Linked DNA regions of Oryza sativa: region 1 is linked to region 2. A link is a contact called in public ChIA-PET data. All regions are on one chromosome and are shown on one strand. The core of a region is the stretch at or near the end of the contact, and the rest is flanking DNA. Distances in the headings are between cores, read along the strand shown. Region 1 holds the start of LOC4324024. Region 2 holds the start of LOC4324049 (ATP-dependent Clp protease proteolytic subunit 3, chloroplastic).

Region 1 (3,594 bases), core at 916-3,415, 170 kb before region 2:
GCTTGTGCTGGAGCAGTTTGTTTGCCACAGACGCCGGTCCATCTAGTTTGCCTTCATCTTCTGCCTCGCCAAAACGATGCGTGCTAGTGGCAGATTTAGAATCAAGTAAGGCCCTGTTTAGTTCCCCTAAAATTTTTCTCAAAAACATCACATCGAATCTTTGGACACATACATGAAACATTAGATGTAGATAAATAAAAAAAACTAATTACACAATTAGGGAGGAAATCGCGAGACGAATCTTTTGAGTCTAATTAGTCCATGATTAGCTATAAGTGCTACAGTAACTCACATGTGCTAATGACGGGTTAATTAGGCTCAAAAGATTCGTCTCGCGGTTTCTAGGCGAGTTATGAAATTAGTTTTTTTCGTTCGTGTCCGAAAACCCCTTCCGACATCCGGTCAAACGTCCGATGTAACACCCAAAAATGTTCATTTCCTCAACTAAACACACTCTAAGGGGTCGTGCTAGTCGTTGCAATTTGATGGCATCTCTGGCGCCACTGCAGAGGATGATGTAAAGGTAGTAAGTAGCACATGCACTCACCGCCAACAGTTTGCCAGCTTTTCCACCACCTCACTCCGGCAAACGGTTGCTCATTCGCTCAATTGGGAGGCCTTCTTGACTTCAAGCAACTAATGCTGGGTTTAATTTCTAAAAAAAAGTTAAAAGTTTAAGGAAAGTTGGAAGTTTAGAAAAAAAGTTAAAAGTTTATATGTGTATGTAAGTTTTAGATGTGATGTGATAGAAAGTTGAAAGTTTAGGGTAGTTGAGGGTGAACTAAACATGGCCTAAGGTATAACATGCATTAGTTGTATCAGTTTTTCTACACCAATTTTTTTTTGCTCGACTTGGGTTGTTAGAAAAAAATGCAAAGGAGGGAGAGTAGTAAGCTACAGGTGTTGGAAGCTTCATGGATGACGGCAATTTGTTTGCTTCTTCTGTGAGGAAGAATAGATCGATAGGAGGAGCTAGGTGGGTCCCGGTAGCAGCGAGGTGAACGCAAGGGCCAGTGTGGTGGGGTCGTGGGTGAGTGGAGAGGTGAGTGCAACGAGAGCTTGTTGTTCTCGTTCCTGCTATCATCGCCCGGCGAGCAAAGTGGCCGGATTTGAAAGAGAAGCACTGGAAGGATAACTCGAGGGCAATTTGCAAACCAGGGGTACTCACCGTCATTTTGGAAGTTTCCTCTCCCCTAAACAGCCAAAAACATTTAAATAGTAGCAAATATTCACTTTTTACCGATGCATTCCACAAAAGATTCACTACTGCGGTGTTCTACAGCTAGTACGTCACGGTGTTTTATAGCAAAATTTGCCAAAAAATTGTCATAATTTTAAAAGTTTAGGGGTTGATTCGGTCCAAATTTAAACTTGAGAGAAAGTTATAAAAGGAAGATTTTTTCCCTATGTTACTTAGAAATTTAATTAGAAGATTCATTTTAAGAACGGGTTAATTTTCAGGATCAGGCTTGACAAGTCTAGCATTTCCCATGCCGGGTCCCAAAACCTTAATTCATCCCAGCGCACACATTCAGGCATTTGTTTATTTGGCAAAAAAAAAATTTTGCCCTCTGCATGTCACGTCGGATATACGGACACACATTTGAAATATTAAACGTAGTTTAATAACAAAACAAATTACAGATTTTATCAGAATACTGCGAGACGAATTTATTAAGCCTAATTAATTCGTCATTAGCAAATATTTATTGTAGCACCATTATCAAATCATGGCGTAATTAGGCTTAAAATATTCGTCTCGTGATTTCTTGGTGAACTGTGTAATTAATTTTTTATTTACATTTAATATTCTATATATGTATTAAATATTCGATGTGGTAGCGCGAAAAATTTTGTTGAAGAGCTAAACAGGTCCGTCCTCAGTCTTACAACGGTCAACCACTCAACCCAAGCTCCAATGATGCGACCTCAACCCAAAGCTCTCGACGGTTGAGGAACAACGTGGTTGTCGCTCATTTTCCTCCCGTACGTTCCAGCTAGCTCAGGTCAAAGCTGTCAAACCTACTATAAATAATTCTCGTTGATTAGCCTTGGCGGCCAAGTAGACGATCACAACGAACGAGACCGTGGCTGCCAAGCAACCTCAACCTCCCGGCCGGCACGGGCGCAGACTATAAATGCGCCGCTGGCCGCGCCTGCACCTACACCAAACCTACAGCAAACTGAGCGAGGAGCAGAGCCATGCGTCGCGAGGGGAGGCAGCGCGGGTGGGTGTGCGTGTACGACCGCGCCCTGGTCGACCCCGAGGGGAAGCGCCGCGTGGTGGGCGCGGTGGCGGCGCCGGCGACGGTGGCCAACGGCGGGTTCATCAGGGCGCCGCGGAAGCCAACCAACCACTCCAAGTTCACCGGCGGCCGCGCCTTCAGGGAGCTCGCCAGCGGCAAGGGCGCCTGCAGCGGCGGGCCGGCAGCGTCGACGACGGGTGGTAAAGGGAGGCACAAGTTCAAGCACGACGAGATCAAGGCGTACTACCTCGAACTCGAAGCCGGCGCTGATGATGCTGTCGATGAGCTAGGATCGCTATGAGTGACATGGATTCGTGGAGGCAGATGGCATGCATCACCGGAACGGCGGCACGGCGGCATGCAGCTGCCACCGTCGATAGGAGAATTGCAGCGGCGGCGCTAATTGACATGGCAGTTTCCTGTTTTGGTGTGTATGTGTGTGAGTGTGAGTGAAACTGTGTTGTGAATGTGGATCTTTTTAGTTTGGTGTTTCGTTGAATAATTGAACTTTCTCGCCACAAATGAGTTTGAATTCAGGTCCTATCACATCGGATGTTTAGACACTAATTAGAAGTATTAAATATAGACTAATAACAAAACCCATTTCATAATCCTAAACTAATTCACGAGACGAATATATTGAGCCTAATTAATTCATGATTAGCATATGTGATGCTACATTAAACATGTGTTAATTATAGATTAATTAGTCTTAAAAATTTGTCTCGCGAATTAACTCTCATTTATGCAATTAGTTTTATTATTAGTCTACGTTTAATACTTCTAATTAGTATTCAAACATCCGATATGACATAGACTAAAATTTAGTCACTGGATCCAAACACCACCTAAATGTTTGTATGTGCATTTCGTACTCCAAAATGTTGTTCATTCAAAAAAAAAACTCCATGTTTCTTATTATAAGTCATTTTTTTAAAATTTGACTAAATTTATAAAGCGACTAATATTAATATGAAATGGAGGCAGTAATAGACATTTTGGCTTCAAGACGATTGCCATGAGCCACATGAAAATAAAACAGAATTGCTAAACACATTCGAGTGAACATCGAGGGCAAAATCTTGCAAATTTCTTACCTTAAGATTTGCTTTGCGATTCATGATGTGATGAGCTTCTCCCTTTGTACGTCTTCGTGACCCTGAAGAACTCCAATGACAGCGACAGCTACGACCCCAAACCAGATAGGCTTTAGGGTTGGGGGTGGGTTAGAAGGGAGCGGAGGAAGATGGGGTTTTCCTAGGTTTAGTGGGAAGGTTGTGGGCAGCGAAGGACCGATGGTGGGTGGTAGACATAAGCGGGTGGTGCCGAAGCGTCGGGAGCGATGGGG
Region 2 (3,711 bases), core at 502-3,001:
GTCCTTAGTTTTATCCTCAGCATCCAGCAGCAAGAGTTGGCTGATGATAAGATCAGCACTCATATCATCCACCTAGTCAGCACAAGGCATTGAAAACAATAGATACATTATTTTGCACAGTCAGTTATGGCATAATAAAAGTGCTATTTATTACACAGAACAAATATTTTCATTTGTGTACACAATACAGTGACATGAAATTTGTTCAGAGAACAGTACCATGAAGGTGAAGCATAGTGCTTGATCAGTGGGCAAATCATTAATAAACCGTCAGATTGTAATGTCAAGAAAACATGATATAACAAGAATGTGTTAGTTCAAACAGAAAAAAGTGTTCCCTGAAGTCACTTCTGCTAATTATTCCTACCAAAATAATATGGCCCATACAACAAGGAAAAGAAAGTAAAACGACATACGACTCAGGAAAGAGTTTGATTCTGACCCTAACCATCTCAAGCATTTAGGCTGTGTTCGGAGCTCCAAGTTCCCAACCACTCTCCCTCGTTTTCCGCGCACACGCTTTTCAAAATGCTAAACGGTGCGTTTTTTGCAAAAAAATTTCTATACGAAAGTTGCTTAAAAAAATTCAAATTAATCCATTTAAAAAAAAATAGCTAATACTTAATTAATCACGCGCTAATGAACCGCTCCGTTTTCCGTGCGGGGAGATGGGTTTCCAACCCCAGTATCCAAACACAGCCTTAGTTTGTTCAAGAAGATGCAACATTACCAAGGTGACATCTAATCATTCAACAAACAGCACTCATGTAAATGTAATTCTCAGCATGAAAGATTCTTGATTCACAAGGTTGGCAAAAAGGAAACAAAATATATCCCATTTACATATCTTATGCACATTCTGAGCTAGAAAAAGTATTAAGAAAAAAAAAATCAAGATGGGAACAACTAGAACAATTTGGACAACAGCAACAACAGAATATCACATAATGTATACTAGAGGGTGATCATAGCATGCCATATAAAATCTTGGATGCCCATTAAGTGTTACTAAAATGCTTCTAGTTCTTTGCAAACTACATAAGTTTGAGACAACATAAGTTTATATAAGTCAATACACTTTTACCACACGCATATAAGAAGCCATAATCCTCAAGGAAACAAATATGTGACAATGGGCATACCAAAGAACATATTGGGCTACATTTTGGTTGACATAATTGAATTGCAAATCTTTCTTATTCCTAAACTAGTGCATTTCGTTTTTTTTAAAAAAAAATGGCGAGGAAATTACACTTAACTTTTTTCACACCATAAAATTCGCAAACATTTCGATATTAATAATTGAACAAGAACTGCTTAATGGGTAATAACAACACACACAGTGCGATTTGGGGGGGGGAAGAAGAAAAGGCTAACCGGGGAGCCGAGGAAGACGATGCGCTGGCGAAGGAGCATGTTGGTGGTGTCCAGCTCCTCGAGGCGCGGCTTCCTTGCCGCAGGCCGAGCCGCCGACGGCCCGGGAAGTTCCCACGCGGAGGAGAGCGTCCGCCGTGCCGCCGACGCCGATGCGCGGACCGTAGCTCTTGGCGCCGCCTTCCAGCAGCACGGGTTGGGAGCGAGGAAAAGGGACGACGGGGACGAGGAGGATGAGCAGGGAGAAGCGGGGAGGGCCGCCATGGCTGCCGCTGCCTCCATTTCTTGGCTCGCGGCTGCTTCTGCTGCTGCTGCCTGCTAGTGTGTGTTATCCTGCGCAGGGGTTTGGAGAAGGAACAGATTGGGGACGAGAAGATGGGGCCCAGATGCCAGCGGCTCGCAAGACTTGTACTACTCCATACTCATAAAAGTGACAATGTTTAAGTCAAACGTTAATAACTATCAAGTTGTTGTTGAGTTTAAAAATATAAAAATTATATGTATAGATTTGTATTGAAAAATACTTTCATAAAAGTATACATATATCACTTTTCAATAAATATTTTTATAGAAATAAGAAGTCAAAGTTGTGTTTTGGAGATCGTGTCGCTGTCCTAAACGACTTCCTTTATGAGTATGGAGGGAGTACAGTGCAGTGAGAAATGAGACAACTCTATCCCCTAAGGTCCCTCAACTTGTCATCGGGATACGAACCGTAAAACTAGATATGCGGGATCCCTCAACTATATAAAACCGGTCACCCGAGGTCCCTTGGTGGTTTTCAACCCGGTTTTGTCCGACGTGATAGCTGAGTCAGCATGGGACCCACATGGGCCCCACATGTCAGCTGGCCACGTCATACCCTCTCCCCTCCTCTCCTTTTCTCCTCTCTCTCTCACTCTTCTCGTCTGGGTAGGCACTAGTCAACTAGGGAGGACGGCGGCGGCTACTGCCTTCGGCGGCGGCTACTGCCTTCGGCGGGGAGAGGTGGGAGAGGACGAGGGCGTCGGTGGCCGGCGACAGGCGACACGACGGTGGTGACTAGCGACTGGCGACGCTCTGCCGCCACTGCTCTCGCCTGCCGTTGCTGAGGCCGCAAGCGCGAAGGCGCATGCTCCTAGACTTAGCCCATATCCGTGAATGACACGATCACGACGTATTATGCATATCCACGGTTTTGATTTATCAGCTAAATAAGCTTGCTTATCGATCAAATTAAAGAGATAAGCTGGGGTTTTGATTTATCTGAACGACTTCTGCTGGTCATGCGTGCGGAGGAAAAGGCAGTTCCAAACCCGGCAACATAGGAACAAGTTAAATTATTGTCACCGGACTATGGCACAGCAACAAAACGAACTAACAAATCAAGTTTATCTCTATCTATTGCTTCTTATCTGCAGGAAAATCGGAGGAGGTCGCTCCAGCGTATCGCAACGGCGGACACGCGGTGTGCGGCGCGGCACCGACCTCGTAGACGTTATTTTCCACCTTAAACAAGGACGTAGTCGGTGAGCGAGAAGACGCGCGTGCGCTTCGGCGCCGCTGCCCAGGTTCGCCATGGCTTGCAGACCGATCGTGTTTTTTCATTCAAAACGAAAGCAGGAGGGAGGAAGAGAGGGATGGCTGGGGGTTACCTTTTGGTGAGACGAGGGAGCGTCGGCACCTCTGGTGTCGTCATCGTCGCCGCCGCGCCGGAGAAGAGGGAGACGGGGGGTTGGATTTGGAGGCAAAGGAAAAGGGGCTATTGGAGGGAGTCGGAACGAATCGAGGCTGCCGCCGTGCTCCCCTTCTCCCTCGTCGCCGTGTTTCCCAGCTGCAGCTACCGCCTCCGGGCGCCGGCCACCGTCGCGTCACCGGCCACCGAGCGCCACCCTCCTCTCTCCCGCCTCGCTTGCTGGCCTCCCGCCGCTTTGCCTCGCCCAGAAAGAGAGAAGAGGAGAAAGAGGAGGGTGATGACGTGGATTACGCTGACATGTGGGGACCACGTGGGTCCCACACTGACTCAGCCGTCACGTAGACTGAAACCGGAGTCAAAACCGTTGACGGATCTTTTGTGATCGGTTTTTATTAGTTAAGAGACGCGGGATATCTGGTTTTGCGGTTTGAGGATGATTTTGTATCTCGATAACAAGTTGAGGGACCTTGGGTGTACTTTTTCCATTGCTAAAACACTGTCGCAGGCTCAAAATCCGGTCCACACCAATGGATTGGGCCATTGGGGTTGAGGCCCATCCAAACGATAATCATACTTGGGATTTTTAAAATTTTTCTTTTTTATTAAAATATTAAAAATATAATTTTTGTTTGACAAATTAAATATCTAGAGGAAAAAATCAC

What was found. ChIA-PET counts read pairs in DNA pulled down with a chosen protein or histone mark.
Region 1: an RNA polymerase II ChIA-PET map of leaf shows a contact between it and region 2, with 7 times the contacts expected there. The contact joins the promoter of LOC4324024 here to the promoter of LOC4324049 in region 2. A contact is called at or near these places in 2 of 15 Hi-C or Micro-C datasets (leaf and seedling) and 1 of 4 datasets of contacts at active chromatin or transcription factors (leaf).

Annotation. Positions count from the first base shown.
Region 1 is chr1:18,476,893-18,480,486 of ASM3414082v1, reverse strand. It overlaps LOC4324024, which reads left to right and starts at 2,165. Exons shown (of 1, transcript XM_015779419.3): 1 at 2,165-2,768. The coding sequence starts at 2,203. The coding sequence ends at 2,547.
Region 2 is chr1:18,310,464-18,314,174 of ASM3414082v1, reverse strand. It overlaps LOC4324049 (ATP-dependent Clp protease proteolytic subunit 3, chloroplastic), which reads right to left and starts at 1,751. Exons shown (of 6, transcript XM_015766896.3): 1 at 1,378-1,751; 2 at 1-72. The coding sequence starts at 1,656.